Linked DNA regions of Sus scrofa: region 2 is linked to region 1. A link is a contact called in public Hi-C data. All regions are on one chromosome and are shown on one strand. Each heading gives the region's core, a stretch centred on a gene start, on an enhancer-like site or on the middle of the called end of the contact. The rest is flanking DNA. Distances are from core to core; before and after follow the strand shown.

Region 1 (3,643 bases), core at 906-3,405:
AAACAATGGAATACTACTCAGCCATAAAAACGAACAAAATAATGCCATTTACAGCAACATGGAATTCGAGATTCTCATACTGAGTGAAGGTAGTCAGAAAGAGAAAGACAAATACCGTATGATGTCACTTATATGTGGAATCTAAAATATGGCGCAAATGAACCTATCTAAAGAACAGACTTGTGGTTGCTGAGGGGAAGGGAGTGGGATATATTGGGAGTATAGGGTTAATAGATGCAAACTATTGCATTTGGAGTGGATAAGCAATGAGTTCCTGCTGTATAGCACAGGGAACTATATCCAATCACTTGTGATGGAACATGGTGGAAGATCATATGAGAGAAGGAATGTGTGTGTTTATGATATATATATATATATGTGTGTGTGTGTGTGTATGTTCTGTCAATTTCTGCTCTACAGCAAAGTAACCCAGTTATACAAATATATGTGTGCGTGGGTGTATATATATATATATATATTCATTGTATATGTACATATAAAGGAATAAATACAGCAGAAATTGACAGAACACTGTAAATCAACTATAATAAAAATTTTTTTAAAAAAGGTATCCTCCAAATTTGGATTGAGATTAGTTCAATTAATGAAAAATAATCAAGACAACTGATTAATTCTCTTTCAAAATCTGCCATGGAGGCACATATCCAAAAAATGGAGATCAATGCACCTAAAATTAGGGCAAGAGATACCACAGCAGGTGGTTTCCAGCCTCAAAAGCCACAGCAATCCCACAGGGGCATAAATAATGCAGTTTCTAATCAGCCCGTCAACACGGAAGTCAGAATCCCTGATCAAATGTTCTGTCTGTGCTTGGAATGACCAGGGGACCTCTAATCCATTTGTAGACTGAAAAAAATAACTTGGTTCCCAGAACTTATATGACTTGTTCCCAAAACCCTATAGATGGTGTGGTGAGGAACAAAATACAAGTAATTTTTTAAAGCCTTATGAATTCCTAGTGGCTTTCAGTCTTTCAACTACTCAGAGTATAAGTACTCACATGTGCGGAGTCCTCAGCTGTCCTTGACTTTGGAAGAGGGTCCTCTGTGCCTAGCCATTGGACTGGATGCTCTGGTCTCCACAGGCCTCCTCTCAGGTTGTCCCTCTGGGATCTGTGATGTCAGGCTCTGTCCCATTGGCCGGTCCTCAGCTTCATGGAGAGTTGCCAAGTGCGCAGTTGCTGGTTCTGTCCACACACTCCCCCACCCCAGTTGTCAGCAGTGAAGGACATCACCAGCTGTCCCCACTGAGAGGCGCCTGGGCCTGCCCAAGTGTGGCCTTCACCGTTAAAGCCTCGCCCTGTAACATCCTGGTGGTTTAACGAAAACCTCTCTGGAGCTTAAATTCAGCTCTTTTCTTTTCTCTCGTGCTTTATTCCACTTTATGGCTCTTTCCTTTCTTGCTGGGCTGTGTTTGCATTTCTTCAGAGTGTGTGGCTTGCATCTTGCCCAGCAGAAACATCAGTTTTGTTTCTAAAAATGTCATTTTCTGTTCCCCCACACCCCCATCTTTTCTCTTTGGAAAATAAGGACATTTAGCCACATAACACACCTAGAATCTCTTCCTAATGCTCTCTTTTGGAATCACCTGGTCCAGATCAGAGTCAAAAAAATCCTCATCTCTCAGTCTTTAGCTCTACTATGAAATTTGATAAATGAGTGAAGGTACATTAATGTGAAGAAGAATGATGAGCCTCTGCCAAGTTTTTTGCCTGTAAAAATTTTTTTTTTGGTATGAGAAAAGCATGACACTGAATTTTGGCTATGCTCTTCTATTTCTTAAACAAATTCTAACAGGTGGTACCTGTCAAACCAAGGGCACTTCAAACACTGATACATGATGCTCTCAAAATGATAACATATATATCTGGAAATGTTCTAGCCTTTATTTCATAAAGGCACTCATGGTTTCATGCTGTCGACATTGGAATGACCATATACTGGACCTTGTGTTTCTCGATTCTCAAATATTCTTGAAACTAGCTCAGTACATTAAGCTGGTTATGTCACTGTCAGATGAATTTCCTGAATTGCTGGTATCAAGTACTTTGCTCCCTTTTCCTGACACCCTGCTTCTATTTATAGCCAACAGATGATCAGAAACCAGGGTCAAGGGCAGCTGTTGTGTGGCCAAGCCCAGCTGTTGAATGCTGATTGGCAACTGGCAAGGTGTGGCGACAGCCATCTGGTCATGCCAGGACCTGATAGCACTGCCAGCATTTATTTAATTGAAGCAAAAGCAGTTAACTTCAGCTTATGTGCGGAAGCAAACCTAGTTAACTTTTTTTGAACGCTCCAGGTAGTAAAATTGGTTCCCAAGTTTAGACACAAGTTGAAAATTAAAAATAGCTCTGTCTGAAGTCATGGGGTCTACATGATACATTTTGCCTTTCTCTGCTGTTTAGGATTCAGAGACCAAAGGGTGTGCATATTTCAATTCTTTTCCAACAAATAGCATTGTGTACTTTTAACAGAACATAACAAGAAAACTGGCTTCTGTAGCTCAGAGGGATGACTATTTTCATAGCTCCCCAAGTCCTGGAAGAGAGAGCTGCATTACATCAATCATGGAATTAACATGGCATAATGGATTAGTACTTCTCAGAAATTAGGTCAGCTCTATAAGAAATCAAGCTATGGATAAGTTACACATATGTTTTATAAATAAATGCTAAAGCTCAAGTCATTTTTTTTTGTTTATTTTGTTTTGTTTTTCCTTTTTAGGGTCCCACCTGTAGCACATGGGAGTTCCTAGGCCAGGTGTCAAATCAGAGCTGCAGCTACTGGTCTATACCACAGCTACAGCAACGCCAGATCCGAAGAACTGGGTCTTTGACCTACACCGCAGCTCACGGCAACATTGGATCCTTAACCCACTGAATGGGGCCAGGGATTGAACTGCTGAGCCACAGGGGAAACTCCTCAAGTCATTGTTTTTAAATGGTGGATTATAGGTAACTCTATTGCGTGTTCCAGCACTTTAGAGACTGAAGGGCAGGTGGGGTGGGGCGGGGGAGGGGGATGCCTACTCTGGTGGTTAAAATTCTGCTGGGATTGATATGCAGAATTCTTGGCAAGACTTATGCAGAGTCTGCTTTATATTTGCAAATGACTTTCACAATCATTTCAATCATTAATCAAAGGCATTGTGAATGGCAGATGTTACACAGTAAGTAGGAAACATGGTTCTAGGATCTGGCATTCCATAATCATCTTCCTCATCCAAGGACTAACAAAGGCTGACATCTTCACCATCTTTCTCTGGGAGGTTGGTGTCAGTTCCCCTTTTTCAGGAGGGAAAACTGAGTCCCGGTCAGAATAAGTGCCTCTCTGAGAGCCAGGATGACCCTTGACCTCAGTTTCCCTCTTGAAAGTGGAGGACCCCAGCAGGTGATGTGCCAGGAATCCATCCATCCTTCCCTTGGGAAGTTCGCAGGGAAATGAGGCTCCCTGCCTGGAGATGGTCATTTTACTTTTAGGTCATTTTACATTTTATTGTTGCTCATAAAAGTTTTGCTTGAGGCAAAATATAAACTTTGGACATTCTCATGTCTAGAGACCTGTTTTAAGAGAAACTGTGATTTGGTGGCTGGAAGTGTTCTCAAGTGGCTATGGGGTGAGAA
Region 2 (3,774 bases), core at 308-2,807, 290 kb after region 1:
CACTATAAAAATGCAGCCATGCTGTTTACATGGCAAAAAGAAGTCCACAGTTCTGTGAAGGGATTCTGGCTGAAAGTGAAATGTACACACAAAAACAAATCTAGTTTACAGTTAGTTGAAAATTTACAGCTGGTGTGGGCTTTTCTTTAATTCAAGTGTTTCCCCCTAAAAGCAATGAGAAAATGCTTTTAGTGCTGATGGAAAGAATAAAATCAGAGCAAAGGCTGTTTGAATATTCTGAGGCTTAAGTAAAGCTGCTTTAAAAGCTGCTATGTGGACCAAACATCTTGGAAAGTTCCTAACAGGATTTTTCTAGAGTTCCAGTAAATCTTCTCAGTCACTTCTTTGTTCTACTTTGGTCAGAAACAAAATCAAGTAATGAAAAAGTCACCCATATAGCTGGGGAAGCCAAAAATACACACATGCGCACACACACATGCTCACACCTACTTTACAATTAAAATTATATTTAAATTAACTAAGACTAGTTATGTAATACATATTAGTTATCTATATATAAACTACTTCTTCATTACTTCCCCTTTGATGCATTTTGAAGTGTGATACCATAAGATTCATGTAGTTAATTCCATATGAATTTTTGAAATTGATTGCAAAGTAGCATATAAATAAACAGTTTTGAAGTGGGTGGAATCAGATGTGACAGGGGAATGCCTCTTGCTGTGATTAGAGAGTCTATCCCTTTCGATGATCCATCATATTTTCTCTTCTTCTCTTCCTTTTGAGCCCTTTCTCTGAAGGAGGGGTCAAGATAACAGAAAGAAGGCTGAGGATAGAACAGGGCCCAGCCAGCTGCCTAGTAAGACACTGGGCGGCTACTGGCCACTTGCATCAAGCCTCTGTCCCAAATCTGGAAGAGAACATTTACTACTTGCTCGAGGCTAGCAAAGTTTCAGGCTACATCCAAATGACAGCTGTTTTGTCCACGTTCAGTGGACCCATAACCTAACAAGTCAAGAAGTGGGTGGGGTCTGATGTACAGAGTCTACCTTTAGGAAGGCCCCAAAGATGGGCCATTCTCAGGGCTCTGGCTGGGAAGAGGCCTCGGTGGGTTCTGTTTGGTTTTCCCTCATAGGTGGCATGCGTCCTAATTTCTTTCAATGATCACATTCACCCCTTCTCCACACGCACTGAGCAGCATACTGGTCATTTCTATGATAGTACATGTCTTACTTCCAAACTACAGCAGCTAGACACTAGAATGGAGAGGAAAAGGATGTCCATCAGGGGGCTGAAAATTGTAACAGAACGCAGTACAGAAATTCTGCAAGCATCAAGGAGCTCCTGAAGCAATACACTGGTGATCCAGCAGAGACCATTTCTAATACCAAATACAGAACTTTCACAAGTGTTGAAAGCAAGGCCTGGGGGCTCACCATGTGACATACGGACAATTCACCTGTAAACTGCACTTCAAACTAGGACATCTCTTACAGGCACAGTCAGAAGTAAGAAAAGGTCATGGCCTTGACGTGCATTTCAGGCAGGTGTTTAAAGCATGTATTTGAAAAAGTAAAGAAAGCATTGCCAAAATAATCACGTTAGTGATTACAGGCAGGTTGGCACAACAGTACAGCTGACTATTTGATCCTGGAAGCTCAATGTTTCATTTTGGTTTGGGGTTCAGATATTTACAAATATTTGTCTTTATTTACAAAGGGCAGTGCAGCAGTTGAGAGCTGAAATCTACAATCAGATTGCTTGATTTTGAATTTCCACTCCACTTACTAGTGCTACAATTTGGGGAAATTTTATTAATCTCTCTGTGCTTCGGTTTCCTCATCTGTGCAAAGGGGAGAGTGACTGTACCCCTGCTGCAGCACTGCCATGAGGATTACATGAGATAGCTCACGGCAAGAGTTCAACCCAGGCTCCCGTGGCCGTTGTTGTCGTGACTGTCGACATTCCCAGGACCAAAGTACTTCACTCACCAAGATGAGTGTCCATCACCTTTGCACAGTATTTGCACATGGCATCTAGGTCATTCAACTGTCCTTGAAGGAAGGAAATTTGGGCTTCTAATTCTTCTTCCTAAAATGAAGGGGGCAAAGATAACGAAAATGAAAAAAGAAACCAACAAAAATCCCCAAAGTTCTCCAAATGATCTGGATTTCTTTTTTGTCTTTTTGGCCCCATCTGCAGCACATGGAAGTTCCTGGGTCAGGAACTGAATGCGAGTCCAGTTGCGACCCATGCTGCAGCTGTGGCAACACCAGAGCCTTACTCCACGGCACTGGGGATTGAACCTGTGCTGCCACAGAGACAACACTGGATCCTTAACCCTCTACGCCACAGCAGGAACTCCGAACTGGACTATTTTAAAGAGCCACAATGTCTTTTTAGTCCTAGACAAAAAAGAAGCAACAAACAAACAAGAGCAACTATTGCCACCACCAGAGTACAGGTAAAATGGAGGTTTTTGTTTTTTTTTTTTTTAAATCTAGACTTTTCCTAATTGAACGCCAGTTTTGTGCCATCTGTAAATGTTTACCCATACAACCTTGTATTTTAACAAAGTACATAAAATATCTTCAATAACTACCTAGTCACATAAACTGGGAGAGTAAATGGGATTTCAGTGGACCTTACTCCCTTGGCAGCTGGTACAAAACTATTACATTTTCACACACACATGAGAAACCAAAGGTTTCCATTTGTATAAGACGAATCTCATCATTCTCTAGACCATGATAATTTCTTACCATATGAGATTTCCCAAAGCACTTGAAAAAGTTTTGCCCCCACAGCCCATAATTCACTGCTCTTACATTTCCTCTCTTGAAAGGGTACTAGAGAGCTTTTTATTTATTTGACTATTTCTAGGGAAAAAAATATACTTTGGGTGGGATAATTAATTAAATGGTCAAAGACAATCAGACTGTAACAAAAGGATAAAGTCTGGGTTTTTTGGTTTTTTAAAGAAAAAAAATAATCCATACAAAAAATTTCCCAAGGAATCTTAGGAAATTTAGGGAGTTAATTTCTCAGAGAAAGAGAATAACCTTCAGAATGTAGGATATTTTAAACCAAGTTAGCTGGAATATAAAGAAAGGATGTTACCAGAGCTGGGCAAGGCTAGAAAATTGATTTTTCAGTCTTAGACACTCGTCCTTTCACATAAGAATCATTTGTCGTTAAAAAGAAGGGAAGAAAACCTTCCAAGATGTGCTTTTTCTTGGAGACTGAGTACAATTTGACACAAAGATGGAAATTAAGAGTTGAAAAGGTTACCTGTAGGTGTACCACATTTTAGCAATACACATACTTGGCACTGAAAAGTATTGTTTTTAACAGCTGCCTGGAGTATGAGTCCTTAGGAATATGCATTTAAATGCCTGATGCAGAAAACAGACTTAGCAGTGGCTCTAAAAACAAATTATTGTGAAATGCCCACTGTAAGATTGCACAAGCGTAAGCACAAACCGGCTGGGCTTTATGTAGAAAAGGATGAGATGTTTCAAGGCATTTTTCTTCTTCTTTTTCTCCTTTGTTTCTGCACAGACTTGAGTTTCCCTGTTCTATCAGAACCCTACAGGAATCAGAGAAAGAAGGCCACATCTCTTGGTTAACTAAGGTTGTGGTTAGTCTCCAAAGATGATAACTATCGATTCCTTCCTCCAACGTACATGCTGTTCCACTCATCGGGCCCTCAAATCTGGGCTGGCCTGTTACTTGCCTTGATCAAGAGAAGCCAAGGCAGAAGTCAAACTGTGCTAGTTTGGGGCTAGTGTAAGAGGCTTGCCAACTTCTGCT

Evidence for each region. Hi-C and Micro-C count contacts between places; a contact is called where the count stands out from the background.
Region 2: a Hi-C map of liver shows a contact between it and region 1, with 6 times the contacts expected there. The contact joins two enhancer-like sites. A contact is called at or near these places in 1 of 47 Hi-C or Micro-C datasets (liver) and 2 of 2 datasets of contacts at active chromatin or transcription factors (alveolar macrophages and skeletal muscle).

Annotation. Positions count from the first base shown.
Region 1 is chr13:3,931,091-3,934,733 of Sscrofa11.1, forward strand. No RefSeq gene overlaps it. Among named protein-coding and RNA genes, the nearest start is that of PLCL2, 59 kb to the right of the region's middle. Within about 2 kb of position 2,156, at least 13 of the 83 cell types and tissues checked have an H3K27ac peak or open chromatin away from gene starts, as enhancers often do. A contact at or near this core is called in liver, where this site is marked.
Region 2 is chr13:4,223,539-4,227,312 of Sscrofa11.1, forward strand. TBC1D5 (TBC1 domain family member 5) reads right to left here. Exons shown (of 24, transcript XM_021069682.1): 21 at 1,953-2,052. Among named protein-coding and RNA genes, the nearest start is that of PLCL2, 230 kb to the left of the region's middle. Within about 2 kb of position 1,558, at least 2 of the 83 cell types and tissues checked have an H3K27ac peak or open chromatin away from gene starts, as enhancers often do. A contact at or near this core is called in liver, where this site is marked.